Linked DNA regions of Mus musculus: region 2 is linked to region 1. A link is a contact called in public promoter capture Hi-C data. All regions are on one chromosome and are shown on one strand. Each heading gives the region's core, a stretch centred on a gene start, on an enhancer-like site or on the middle of the called end of the contact. The rest is flanking DNA. Distances are from core to core; before and after follow the strand shown. Region 1 holds the start of Ccn5 (cellular communication network factor 5). Region 2 holds the start of Ywhab (tyrosine 3-monooxygenase/tryptophan 5-monooxygenase activation protein, beta polypeptide).

Evidence for each region. Capture Hi-C pulls out chosen DNA fragments and counts their contacts.
Region 2: a contact with region 1 is called in a promoter capture Hi-C map of adipose tissue. The contact joins the promoter of Ywhab here to the promoter of Ccn5 in region 1. A contact is called at or near these places in 8 of 39 promoter capture datasets (the 3T3-L1 cell line, 3T3-L1-derived adipocytes, the HPC-7 cell line and 4 more), 4 of 115 datasets of contacts at active chromatin or transcription factors (embryonic midbrain, embryonic stem cells and pancreatic cancer cells) and 2 of 9 other capture datasets (adipose tissue and pancreatic islet).

What each region holds. Positions count from the first base shown.
Region 1 is chr2:163,818,830-163,824,865 of GRCm38.p6, forward strand. Ccn5 (cellular communication network factor 5) reads left to right here and starts at 2,005. Exons shown (of 5, transcript NM_016873.2): 1 at 2,005-2,280; 2 at 2,460-2,552. The coding sequence starts at 2,493.
Region 2 is chr2:163,990,665-163,996,768 of GRCm38.p6, forward strand. It overlaps Ywhab (tyrosine 3-monooxygenase/tryptophan 5-monooxygenase activation protein, beta polypeptide), which reads left to right and starts at 4,533. Exons shown (of 6, transcript NM_018753.6): 1 at 4,533-4,701.

The DNA.
Region 1 (6,036 bases), core at 755-3,254:
TGAGTCAGGGTCTTTCTATATAACTCAAGCTAAACTTAAACTCATTATCCTCCTGCCTCAGCCTTAAAGATACAGGGATGACATGCATGCTTGCCCTTGCCTGGCTCCAATCTCCTTCTTTTATGCCTCCCTCTGTATATGAGACCTGTCTTCAAGGTACCTCCATGGTACAAGGCAGCCACGAACATCACTATCCCACCTTTGACCAGAAGCAGAGGAAGAAAGGAGTGTCAGAGTGACAAAAAGAAAGGCCTTCCCTTTAGGGACCAGTCTCAGAATTTGCACCCAATGCTTTTGCGTAACTCACAACAGGAAGCTAGCCACATAGCCTTGCCTGGCTGCCAAGCTGAGCACATCACTGTCTTACACAAACTCAGGTCTTGGAGATAGTGGCAGGAGATAGACAATTATCAGTGTGGACGTTGTGTAGGTCTGTCTGAGAGAGTTTCCGTGCGGCCATGGAGCGGGTGAGCACCCAAGACAGGGTGTCAAGTCTGGCTCAGAGTTGACTGCGTACCAACAGCCGTCCATTCACCACTTCAGCGTGCCAGCCCCAAAACTCAGCGGCGTCTCACTCCACACCTGCCTGATTCAGGTCCTGTGTGCCGTACCTCTGCCCACGCTACCTAACCAAATGACTGCGGTCTGCCTTTCCAGTCTCGCTGGTGTCATGCCTGCGTGTGGCATAGTCTAGTCTCGATAAACATAGAAAGGATCAAGCAGGGAACTACAGACAGCAAGGACCCAAGGTGGCCATGCCATTTCTCCCTCAGGCCCTCAGGTCATATAGACTTATTTGCTAGATATTTGTCTTCTACCCACAGTGGTAGGCAGAGTCTGTATGTGACTCGGAGGGAGCATATAGCCTCCAGGTTTGTTTTCTTTTGAGATAGGGGCTTGCTTTGTAGCCCAGGCTAGCCCCCTGTGATCTGGGCTCATGGGTGTGTTGCACTGTAACTGGTGGAGGTGTTGGGAGCCACAGCCTTCTCTAAGCACCTAAGACCCTGTTTCTGACTTTATCCCAGAATCAACCGCCCCCCCCCCAAGATGTCCCGCCTTCTATTTCCTGCCTCAGCTCATTGGCCAATCAGCCTTTTATTGACAGATGATGCTTCTACATATAACACAGCAGATGTCTCTACACCCTGATTTTTTTTAAAAAGATTTATTTATTTAAGTATTTTATGTATATGGGTACACTGTTGCAGTCTTCAGACACACCAGAAGAGGGCATCGGATTCCATTACAGATGGTTGTGAGCCACCATGTGGTTGCTAGGAATTGAACTCGGGATCTCTGGAAGAGCAGTCAGTGCTCTTAACCACTGAGCCATCTCTCCAGCCCTACACCCTGATCTTTAAATCCCATGTCCTTCTACCCAACACTCGTTGATAGGACCTTAGGGACATCCCCTGTACCCAATGGATACAGTTGGTGATGTGAATCCTGTGTTTTATTCTCTGCGTATTCCTGCCCAGTCCAGTGCCCAGGAAGCCACATGCCCACTAGATACCTTCTGTACTGAGTATGCCAGGCTACTATGTTAGGTCCCTCCTCCAGACATTTGATCATGCTGTTCCCTCTGGAACATTCTACCGCAGAGCCTTGTTAGCTTTCAGAATTGGCATCTCCCTCAGAAGTTGTATCTCACTCTTTGTCTGAACAAGGGAGGGGGTCCTTACACTTTTCATTACTACCCCATGCCCCAGGCTCTGGTCCCCAGGTCTGTGCTGTGTCTCCAGGTCTGCAGAACCCCTCAGAGCTGGTAGAATCCAACAAAGACAATTTTGCTCAGTCAGATCAGCAGAGACCAGCAAGTGCCAGCACACAGTAGGCTCAGTCTGCTTAGGCTTGGCCACCCTAGGCCACCTTCAGAGCCCAGGAGGATAGGGAGGCTCTTGGTTGCCAAGAGCAGACAGGCTGCCAGGGAAGCTCTGCTCTGGGTCACACCCACCTCTGGGTGGCTGCCAGTCTCCCTGCCAGAAACCACAGGCTGGGTCTGGGCTGCCCAGAGCTTGAGCTTCAGGGCTCAGGACACCGTGGGTCAGATCTGCAGAGCATTTGACAGACGCTCCTGATCTCCAGAGGACCCCGGGCTGGGACAGGGGCCTTGGCGAGGCTGCAGCTGCTGTGGCAGTAGCTTGGGATGGAGGTCTTTCTTGCTGGGAACTGAGGAGCTGAGAGGCTCCTGTCAGGCTCCTGTCCTAAACTCTTGGCACTTGCGGTGGCTTGGGCTTCACACACTGTCAGACACCTTCTTGGTGGCCTCCTCGGCCTCAGGTAACTGGGCTTATTCCTGGGACTATGGAAACCGGTGTAAGGACTATAAATGTGTGTGTGTGTGTGTGTGTGTGTGTCTGTCTGTCTGTCTGTCTGTCGTTTTCTCTTTCTCTGTATGCACCTAGAAGGAACCTCATTCCCTCCAGAACATAAAAAAAGACTCGGGTCTTGCTTCCCAGGTTTGAAGCTGGCTCCACAAGGGACACGGTGACATGAGGGGCAACCCACTGATCCATCTTCTGGCCATTTCCTTCCTCTGCATTCTCTCAATGGTAAGGCATCCTGGTCTTGAATGACAGCAGAATTCTGGGTGGTGGGACAGATATATGGTCACAACTTAGAACTCTTGGAAAGACCCTATACTGGATACAGTCTGGTCTCTGTGCCCAGGCTTGCTTCCCTCTCTGGGCATGCAAGTTCGGCTGTGTGACCTCAGACAAGTGTCCTACCCTTTCTGAGCTTCAGCCTCAGTTGAATGGGTACAATGTTCATGAAGCTTCTGGGGAGACCACTAAGGAGAACTGCATCCACAGAAGATAGCATAGGTCCTGGACCTAGATGAGTGTCTAAAAGAGGACAGTGGGATCCTCCAGTGTCATAGAAACTAAAACAAATGTGAGTGCTGTGTAGCTCTGAACCAGGACAGAGGTTGATGCTGGGGTCTGATTGCAAAGTACAGTCCATGAGGGTACAACATGCTAGCCCTCAGGCAGTCAGTGACCTCTGGCCCTGGTCAGAGAGAGCAGGAGACATCTCTGTGGCAAATGTCCTTGTCCCTTGGTTCACATTGGGCATCTTTTAATTGGCTTGTGAGTAGTTCCGTTTGCACATTTATAACAGTCTTATAACAAATTGTCCTGTTTTGATCAAAGGAGACTCAGAGAGGGTAAGCAATGTGCCCAAAGCCACACAGCAAAGAAAAAGAACAATAGAAGAGTTGCATGGTGGAGCCTGGGGCAGACATAGGTGTGTCTGGAGGAAACCCTAGTCTGTGTCTCTCTACCCTAACCTGAGCAATACCTCACACTAAATGTTAAGTTCCCAGTATCACCGAGTTAAGGCCTTGAGCCAATGCAGTGTTGAGTATAAACATCTCCCTCCCTGGGACCAACTGGCTTCCAGTCTTGAAAGGTGTTGAGCAGAACATGGTGCTGGAGAGGGTAGCTTGGGTGGTCTCCTGGGCCCCGGGAGGGGAGGGTTCTGAAGGGCTGAGGAAGAGCTGCCCTAGATTGGCCACTGGTGTGACATTTATGAAGCCATTCTTTCCTGGTCCTGGGAAGTTGATTGGCATCTGGGATGTAGTCATGGAGAGGACCTGAGGCCACAGCCTTCCCGGGGGATGGAATTCTGGATCTTCCAGGCAGGCTGTGGGCTCCAGGCTCTGGACTGGGGCAGGAGGAAGGAACCTGGAAACAGCGAAGCGATGTTGATCAGGGTCTGACAGCGACCAGAGACTTAGTTACTTAGTCTGGGGAGACCAAAGCAAGTGAGACAGCTTGAATATGGGGACAGAATGGCTAGCAAAGGTGGAGGAGAGGAGGATGCCAGAGGGGCTGCTGCTTCCATAGGCTAAGCAAGAGCACCTGCCCTGCCTACTTACTGTCCTTGAACTGAGGACAGAGGCTGAGGCTGAGGTTCAGGTGCTAACGGAGTCCCTGGGGGAACAGCAGGCTCAAGAGTTAAGTGCGGGCTCTGCCTTCCCACCAAGCTGAATTCTCATCTTGTCCCACTGCTTTCCAGATATTTATCACTTGATTTTGACCTGCTTTGTCCTCACTGTTTTGGAGTTTATTCTGAAACAATGTGTCACTCTGTAGCCCAGGCTGGCCTGGAACTCACTATGTAGCTCAGGCTAACTTCAAAATTCTTCTGCCTCAGTCTCCCAAGGGTTATTTCATCATCTTTAAGTCAGACACGAAGCCCATACCTCGTAGGAAAGGGCTAAAGGGAAAGCTTGTGCACACAGCACTCAACGTAAGGGTATCATTAGTGGCTTTTCTTGGAGTCAGGACCTGAAGAAGCCAGAAACTACCGAGAGCCTGCAGCAGGACTCCGGCTCAGTAGAAGGCTCGTTTTGTCTTTGGCCAGTTCTGCTCAGCCAAGGGAGTCAGACCCTTGCTCTGAAAGTCTGCCTCTTTCTTCTCAAGACAACTGCAAGTGAGTTACCCAAGAATGTCTTATATTCCATGTTGAGATTACACAGGAGGCTTGGAGAGGTGACAGTGCATGCTCATGGCAAGCTCTCAGAGGCTGCTGGTCCAGGAACCCTCTGGAACCTGAAATTCTGCAGGGTGTCCTGCCTTAGGTGGGAACCACTCACTCACTCACTGGCTAGGGACAAGCAGCAACTCTGGGGCGGCCTCTGCTGGCCAGAGTGAGAACTGCGGGCCCTGGAGAGCAGGTTTTTTTGTTTTTTGTTTTTTGTTTATTTTTGTTTTGTTTTGTTTTGTTTTTTGTTTGTTTTTGAGACTCTGGATCCAGGGGTGGGCAGGATGGGGCGGCGGTAAACAGATCACTGTTTCCTTGATCCCATCAAGAGGTCTGGGGTCTTTAGTTTTCTTTTCCTAAATCACAAATCCTCCATATAAGGCCTTCTATTCCTGTTAAAGATTGATCGTTCACTGGTAGGGTAGGCAGTCTGGAACATCTTGAGTGCTATCTCCCTCCCTCTTGGTGCCCACCCTTTCGGGAGCTCATGGCTTCTGGAACTTCATTTGTGTATTTCTGTCTTGGGTGAAAGGCGCAGTTGTAGCACTGGGGTGAAACCCTGCGATGAATGGGTACGGAGGCCCTGGCTCAGTTTTTGCCTCTTTCAGAAGTGTCCTCCTCTGGGGCCGAGAGTCCACAGCAGTGAGGTGGGCGTGGCATGGCTCCCAGATCTGACTATTGGCAGTCACTCCCCCCTGCTCCTCCTCCATGCGGAGTCAAATTTCCCATTCGTGCAGGGTGCTGAGAGCGGAGCGGTGGTGGTGGAGTGGAGTGATATGGGGGTGGAGAGCTGGGGTGGGCTGGGCCAGAGGGGCTGTGGACCTAGATGGTTCTTAGACGCTTCTAGACAGCCTATTAAATAGATCACAGGTCCTGCCTCCGTGACTTCTAGTTTCGTGAGTCCCAGAGGAGGCCTGGGAATCTGTATTGCCCTTTCCTGGCTAATCTGATTGTGCACTTAAGGCTGGGAAGCATGGTGGGCTGTGTCAAGACCGGGAAGTGACGTGTTCTGTTTGACTTCTCAAGTCCGAGGGGTAAGAACACACTCTTCCCTTGGTATCACTCTCAGGCTTTTGTACCTGCCCTCCCGTGAGCACATAGCCAAGATGGCCACCGGAGTTAGCCACATTTGGGAAGGCAAGGAGATTGTTTGTTGGGGTAAAATGCTCTCAGTGCAAGTTTGAGGACATGAGATCGTGCCCCAGCACCCACGTGTAGCAGCCACACACAGTGGGACACATCTGAACCCTCCATAGTGGAGTGGCCAGCAATGGGCAGAGCCTCAAGTTCACTTGGTTAGGCAGCCTAACCAACTGATGATGGTCAGGCTTGGTGAGATACTCTGCCTGAAAAATAGAAGGTAGAGAGTGATAAATTCCTCTACCTGATGTTGATGTCTTCATATTTTCACATAAACACCTGCACACGACACATACATGTGCACCCCAAAAATAAACAAACAAGCAAAAAGCCAGCCATATTAATGACCTCCTACCCACGCTCAGGGGTTAGTGACATCATTTCCTGTCCCCCTTCTACAAACGAGGA
Region 2 (6,104 bases), core at 3,283-5,782, 170 kb after region 1:
TGCCTCTGTTGTCAGAGTATTCTCTGGGTGCTCTGTCTCCCCATGGCATGCTCCATTTTACAGAGCCCTGTCCTGAGTCAAGACCTACTCTAATGACCTCATCTATTTTGACTATATCTACAAAGAGCTTTTTCCAAATGAGGTGACATTCATAGGTATCTAAGGTCTCAACTTCAACATACTTTCATGGAAGACACAAGTCAGTCTGGCTAATTTATGTCTTTAAGACAGTATGTTAGCTGGGCAGTGGTGGCGCACGCCTTTAATCTCAGCGCTTGGAAGGCAGAGGCAGGCAAATTTCTGAGTTCGAGGCCAGCCTGGTCTACAGAGTGAGTTCCAGGACAGCCAGGGCCACACAGAGAAACCCTGTCTCGAAAAAGAAGAAGAAGAAGAAGAAGAAGAAGAAGAAGAAGAAGAAGAAGAAGAAGAAGAAGAAGAAGAAGAAGAAGAAGAAGAAGAAGAAGAAGAAGAAGAGAAAAGAAAAAAGAAGGAGCTGGGTGTGATGTTTCACACCTGTAATCTCTGCATTTGGAAGACTAGGGCAGGAGAATGGCTGTGAGTTCAAAGCCACCCTGGGCTGAAGGGTCAGAGACTCTGTCTCTCTTTTTTCTAAGGTTTGTTTATTTATGAATTTGAGTGTTCATTCTACATGTATACCTGTAGGCCAGAAAAGGGCATCTGATCCCATTACAGATGGTTGTGAGCCACCATGTGGTTGCTGGGAATTGAACTCAAGACATCTGGAAGAGCAGACAGAACTCTTGACCTCTAAGCCATCTCTCCAGCCCAAGAGACCTTGTCTTTAAAAAAAAGATTAGCTTTATTAGTTAATTATTAATATAGTTAATTATTTATTATAATTTGTGGTATATTCATTTAACGGAATAGTGTTCAATGATGAAAAGAAATGAGCTAACTAGCTATAAAAAGACATGAAGGAACTGTAGTGAGAATCTTGGTTTCTTTAAAAAATACAGAAATAAGAAGTGTTTTTGTTTTAATCCCAGGAGTGGGATATGAGGTTGCTTCACACTGTCCACAGCAGCTGACTATGATTTGCCTCATGCTCTAGCAGGGGTGTGATTTTGCCAGCTGCAGATAGTTTCTGCAGTCATGTGACATTTAAAATTCTGGGGACTTTTCAGAGAGTATATAAATACTGGGTCCCATAGAGAGGGTGTGGGTTGTTGGTTGGTTGATGTTGTTTGTTAAGTAGTTGTGGGCAAAGAAGAAATTAGATATCCTGACAACAAAGATCAAACTTTCCCCAAGTAACTCGATGCCCCCTAATTAGCAAGAAGCAGTGTACACTAACTTTGCTCCTGTTTACCCTCTATCTTTTTAAAAATCTCCTATCTAGTGTTAGGGGGTTGAAAGGATTTGGAACAAAAGGGGTGGAGAAGGGTGGAAGAAAGAAGAACACACAAAGTAGCAAAGATACAACTCCAAGGAGCTTTAAACCATATTGACTCATGAAAAATGTCAATCAGAAAACGCTACCGTGTAAAATGTCAGGTAGTTGCCAGAAGTTGAGGGTATGAAAGTAGGGGATGAAGGAATGAAGCGCAGGGGATTCTTAGGGCAGTAAAACTTTTAGAAACAGAGGTGACATTATCTGTCATGCTTGGCAAGATCTATGGGAGTTTAAAATACAGAGAATGCAGTCCAATGTGAAAACCGGTGCTGGTTAAAGATAATTTATCAATACTGCTCATCAAATGTAACAAATGTATCACAGGAATGTCAGTATGTTATCAAGAAGAGAAATGTGCAGTCAGGAATAGGGAGGTATTGGAATGATGTACCGTCCAGTCAGTCCATTCTTTCTTGTCCCGAGACTGGCCATGTGCCCGTCTCCCACACTGCTGTAATCGCTGGCCCATTAGGCTAGTCCTTTACCCACCCTGTGCTATTTAGTTTTTGTCAATTTGACACACACTAGAGTCACCTAGAAGAGGAGACCTCAACTGAAGGATCACCTGCATCAGATTATCTCTGGGCATGTCTGTGGGCCATATTCTTGACTAATGATTGATGTGGAAGGGCCCAGTCCACTGTGGGCAGTGCCACCCCTAGGCAAGCGGTCCATTGCTGAGCAAGCTATGGGAAGGAGATCGATAAGCAGTGTTCCTCCATGGTGTCTACTTCAGTTCCTCCCTCCAGGTTCCCGCCTTAGCTTTCTTTAGTGATGGTCTATACTGTGGAAATAGAAGACCAATAAACCCTTTCCTCCCCAAGTTGTTTCTATTTCAGCAACAGAGAAGCAAACTGGAATATACCTTTGAACCCATCAGTTGATTGTTGTGGCTTGCTGACCCCTGGCCTAGAATGCAGAGATGGTGAAAGGATTTAATCCATGCAACCCTATAGCAGGCACTAGGGGAGGCCTGACAAAGAGCAATTCTGTTGACTCCATGTACCGATGATGGAACTTGTGGCGTAATCATTAGAAGCCTCTAACCCATTAGGCTTCTGTCTAGATGGAGGCAAAAGACTGTCCTGTCATATTAGAGCTACTGCACTCTGAACAGACTCTGGATTTGTAACTGGTCTTTGGTCTACCAAAAACAAATCCCCATGAGGTTCTTGTGGTATTAAGAAACCCATCCAGTGTTCTAGTTCAGTGGTTTTGATTAAAATCCGATATAAAATCCATGATATATATATCCGCTCCAAGCTTCCGAATATATATATATATATTACACAATGCACCCTTTTTTAATGTTTATTTATTTATTATATGTAAGTACACTGTAGCTGTCTTCAGACACACCAGAAGAGGGCATCAGATTTCATTATGGATGGTTATGAGCCACCATGTGGTTGCTGGTATTTGAACTCTGGACCTTCGGAAAAGCAGTCAGCCCTCTTAACCACTGAGCCATCTCGCCAGCCCTACACAATGCACTCTTAATCTCATTCAAGTTAAAAGTTGTTGTACTTGGTTCAGGACTGATGTGGTCTGCATCTAAAGAACAAATGTCTGTACAAAAGACTTGAAAATGACCTTTATACCCTAGAAAGTCTGTGTATACACACCCAATCTGAAGTAGACAGCCACTCCATAGTCCCAGCTACCATATAGAAATGTAGACAGCAGTTTTCTGTCCATAGAAATCTGATTTGTATGGTTCTGAGTTCTATAAGAAAGCAGGCTGAGCAAGGCAGCATCTCTCCTCCATGGCCTCTGCATCCGTTCCTACCTCCAGGTTCCTGCCCTGTTTGAGTTCTTGTCCTGACTTCTTTGGTAATGAATAATTTGGCCGTGTAAGTCAAATAAACCCTTTCCTCCCCAGCATCACAGCAATAGAAACCCTAGCTAAGACAGCAGCTAACTCAAAGTGTTTATTCATTCTGGAACAGTACATTGGGAGGATGGGGAGTTATATAAATGAACTGGGGTGCTGATAATGGGTAAGGACAGAGCTCTGATTGTCTCGCCCAGGGAACTATTAAGTCGGAGCCATCAGCGATGGGTTTCAAAGCAGCGGACACAGAATGACATTGAAAAGATCATTTGGTACTTGATGGGGGCAGGGCTGGAGAGTCAAGCGGTGAATTTGAAGTCTGTCATTAAGCTAAGTGAGGGTAAAAGGAGAAATGACAAAGGCCTATTACTTTGTTCTTTCTCTAAAAACTGTAAGCTTCAAGACGCAAGTCTTGCTGTACTCCCCAGCACTCTGAAAATTGCCACACGGAATTTGTGGGAAATGAACGAAGGCGTGGTGGTGGAGGTATTTTGAAGGGCTAGACTTAAGGGTCAACAGGCTTGAGTGAAGTAGTAATAAAATTTAGGTAACACTGAAAGCCGTTTGGGGATCCCAGGGTTCTGTCTCTGACGATTTCCCTTTGAAGGATACTTGGGGACCAGGGAATCTCAACGAAGAACTGATGTACACTGGTTTTTTTGTTTTGTTTTTCTGTTTTTATTAAGACCTTGGAAATGTTCTGTTCCTGGTACTTCATGAAGCGTCCTTGGTCTAGGAAAAGAACAGTAAGTACCTTTTAGGACTGAAAGGTGAACTAACTGAAAATGGAGGGCTGTCTGTTCTCCTTTAGTTACAAGCATTCCCTTAACGCACAGCTAAAAGCACTGCTAGGCTCTCCGACCCCGTGAGAATTATTTTCAGGGTTGGGTAGGAACAGACGATCCTAGGCTCAACCAAGACCGCTCCAAGCTTCCGAACCCTGCCCTCCCGGAGCCCGCCCTGTTCTCACACATCCCAGCCCTGGGGCGGCCACCTCGGCCCCGCCCTCTCTTCTTCCTCCTTTTCCTGCTCCCCCGCCCCACTTCCTTTCCCTGCGTCCGCCCCCTCCTCGCTCCCACCCAGGCTCTGCGTCCTCCCACGACCGCTCCCTCTTGGTCCTCCCTGACATCCCCTCCTCCTGGCTATCACCGCCCTTTTCAGGAGGACGGAGCAACCCCGTGCCTCATTCACCCAATGAGGAATCGACTCAGGGTGGGGCGGGACTTGGGCTAGAGCGGAAGTGGTGGCCAGAGCGGAAGTGCAGCTGCCGCCGCCGCCACCGCCGCCGCCGATTCCGGAGCCGGGTAGCCGCCGCCGCCACCGCCGCCACTGCCCCTACGGTCGCTGCCACCGCCGCTGCCGCCAGCCCCGCCTGAGGAGTGAGCCCGGGAAGGACGCAGTCGCTGCCCTCTGATCTTCCCGGAAGCGCCTTTGCTCCCTCCAGTCCTCCGCGGTGAGTGCGGCGTGGCTCCCAGGGGCCCCAGCCCAAAGCCCCTTGTCGGGCTGCGGCCAGGCTCACTGTCGCCGCCAGGCTTACTGCCGCCCCTCCCCGCTTCCGGCCAGGCCTGCGCCTCCGCGGGAAGCCCGGGCTTCTCTCTCGGCGCGCCGTACGGGGTGCGGCCAGGCCTGCGCGGCTGGGGACCGCTGGGCCGCAGGCTCCCCCCCTCCGGCACCATCTCTGCTCGGCGCCGCCCCTGCCTGCTCCCTTCGGGCCCCGAGCCATCCTTCTGGGCCTGTCAACCTCTCTCATTCTTTGTGGCTTTCAAAAATTGAAATGTTAGTCGAAGGCGGGCGAGTTCCCGAGCCGCGACGCCCCTGCCGCACTCCCCTGGATGAGTAAGGGTTTAACCTTGGCGACAGCTGGGGCGAATCCCTCTCCCACTTTGCAGTAAAGCTGTTTCATCATCGCTGGTGTGGGAAACCCAGCTGGACCCGAGATTCCCTGACAGCAGGGTTGAGGTTTGAATTAAGAAATGGATTTATCTGAACCTTTCACTGACTCAAACCGGATTCCCAATGGGGTGGGGGAAGATCAGGCTGAGAATTGAGTCTTTTCTCTTGATATTTGTCGTCTTTTACTGCCAGAATCTCGTGTGTCCATGCCCCAAATTCATCCATACACTTTTTTGTGGCATATATATATATATATGTGTGTGTGTGTGTGTGTGTGTATATGTTATATATTGTTTGAAATTTGTCTAGTAACCTCAGTGTTTGAGGAAGGAGTAGGCAAGATGTGGACCCTTTTTTGCAAGATGAGCGCATCTGGGTCTGTTGCAAATGGAGAACATGCGTGCATCGAGGATTCCAAAGGTGGCAGCGTTGGTGAGAATTTGCCAACCTCTGTAAAAATGCATGGCTCATGTCCTTGCCTTCAGTACATTTTCTCTGGTGAGACTAGATAGCACTGGACTCTTGATTTTACTTGCCTGGTGTGGGAGGTGGAATCTGGCAAGATGTTACAAATCTCTAAAATCCCGGGAGCCGGTGCAGAAAGGTGTAGCGCTTAAGAGAATATGAAAATTACATTTCTCACTGTATCTCAGGTGTTCCTGTGAAACCATACAGACACACAGTTTATGGGACTGAACACGTGCTTACTCAGCATCTCACATCTAGCTGCTGGAAATTTATACGAATATTACTGGGATCTTGGTGGATTTCTCTTGACTGCCTCCAGTGCAATCCATTTCTTTGGGTTGCCCGAGTCTTTTTAAAATTTTTTTATTTTATTTTAAGATCTATGTCCTTAGCATTATATAGCCGGCAGATACTGGTTTGTTTGTTTGTTTGTTTTGTTTGTTTGTTTGTTTTTTTCATCCCCACCCAAGTTAGAATTTTAAGCATGACCTTAGA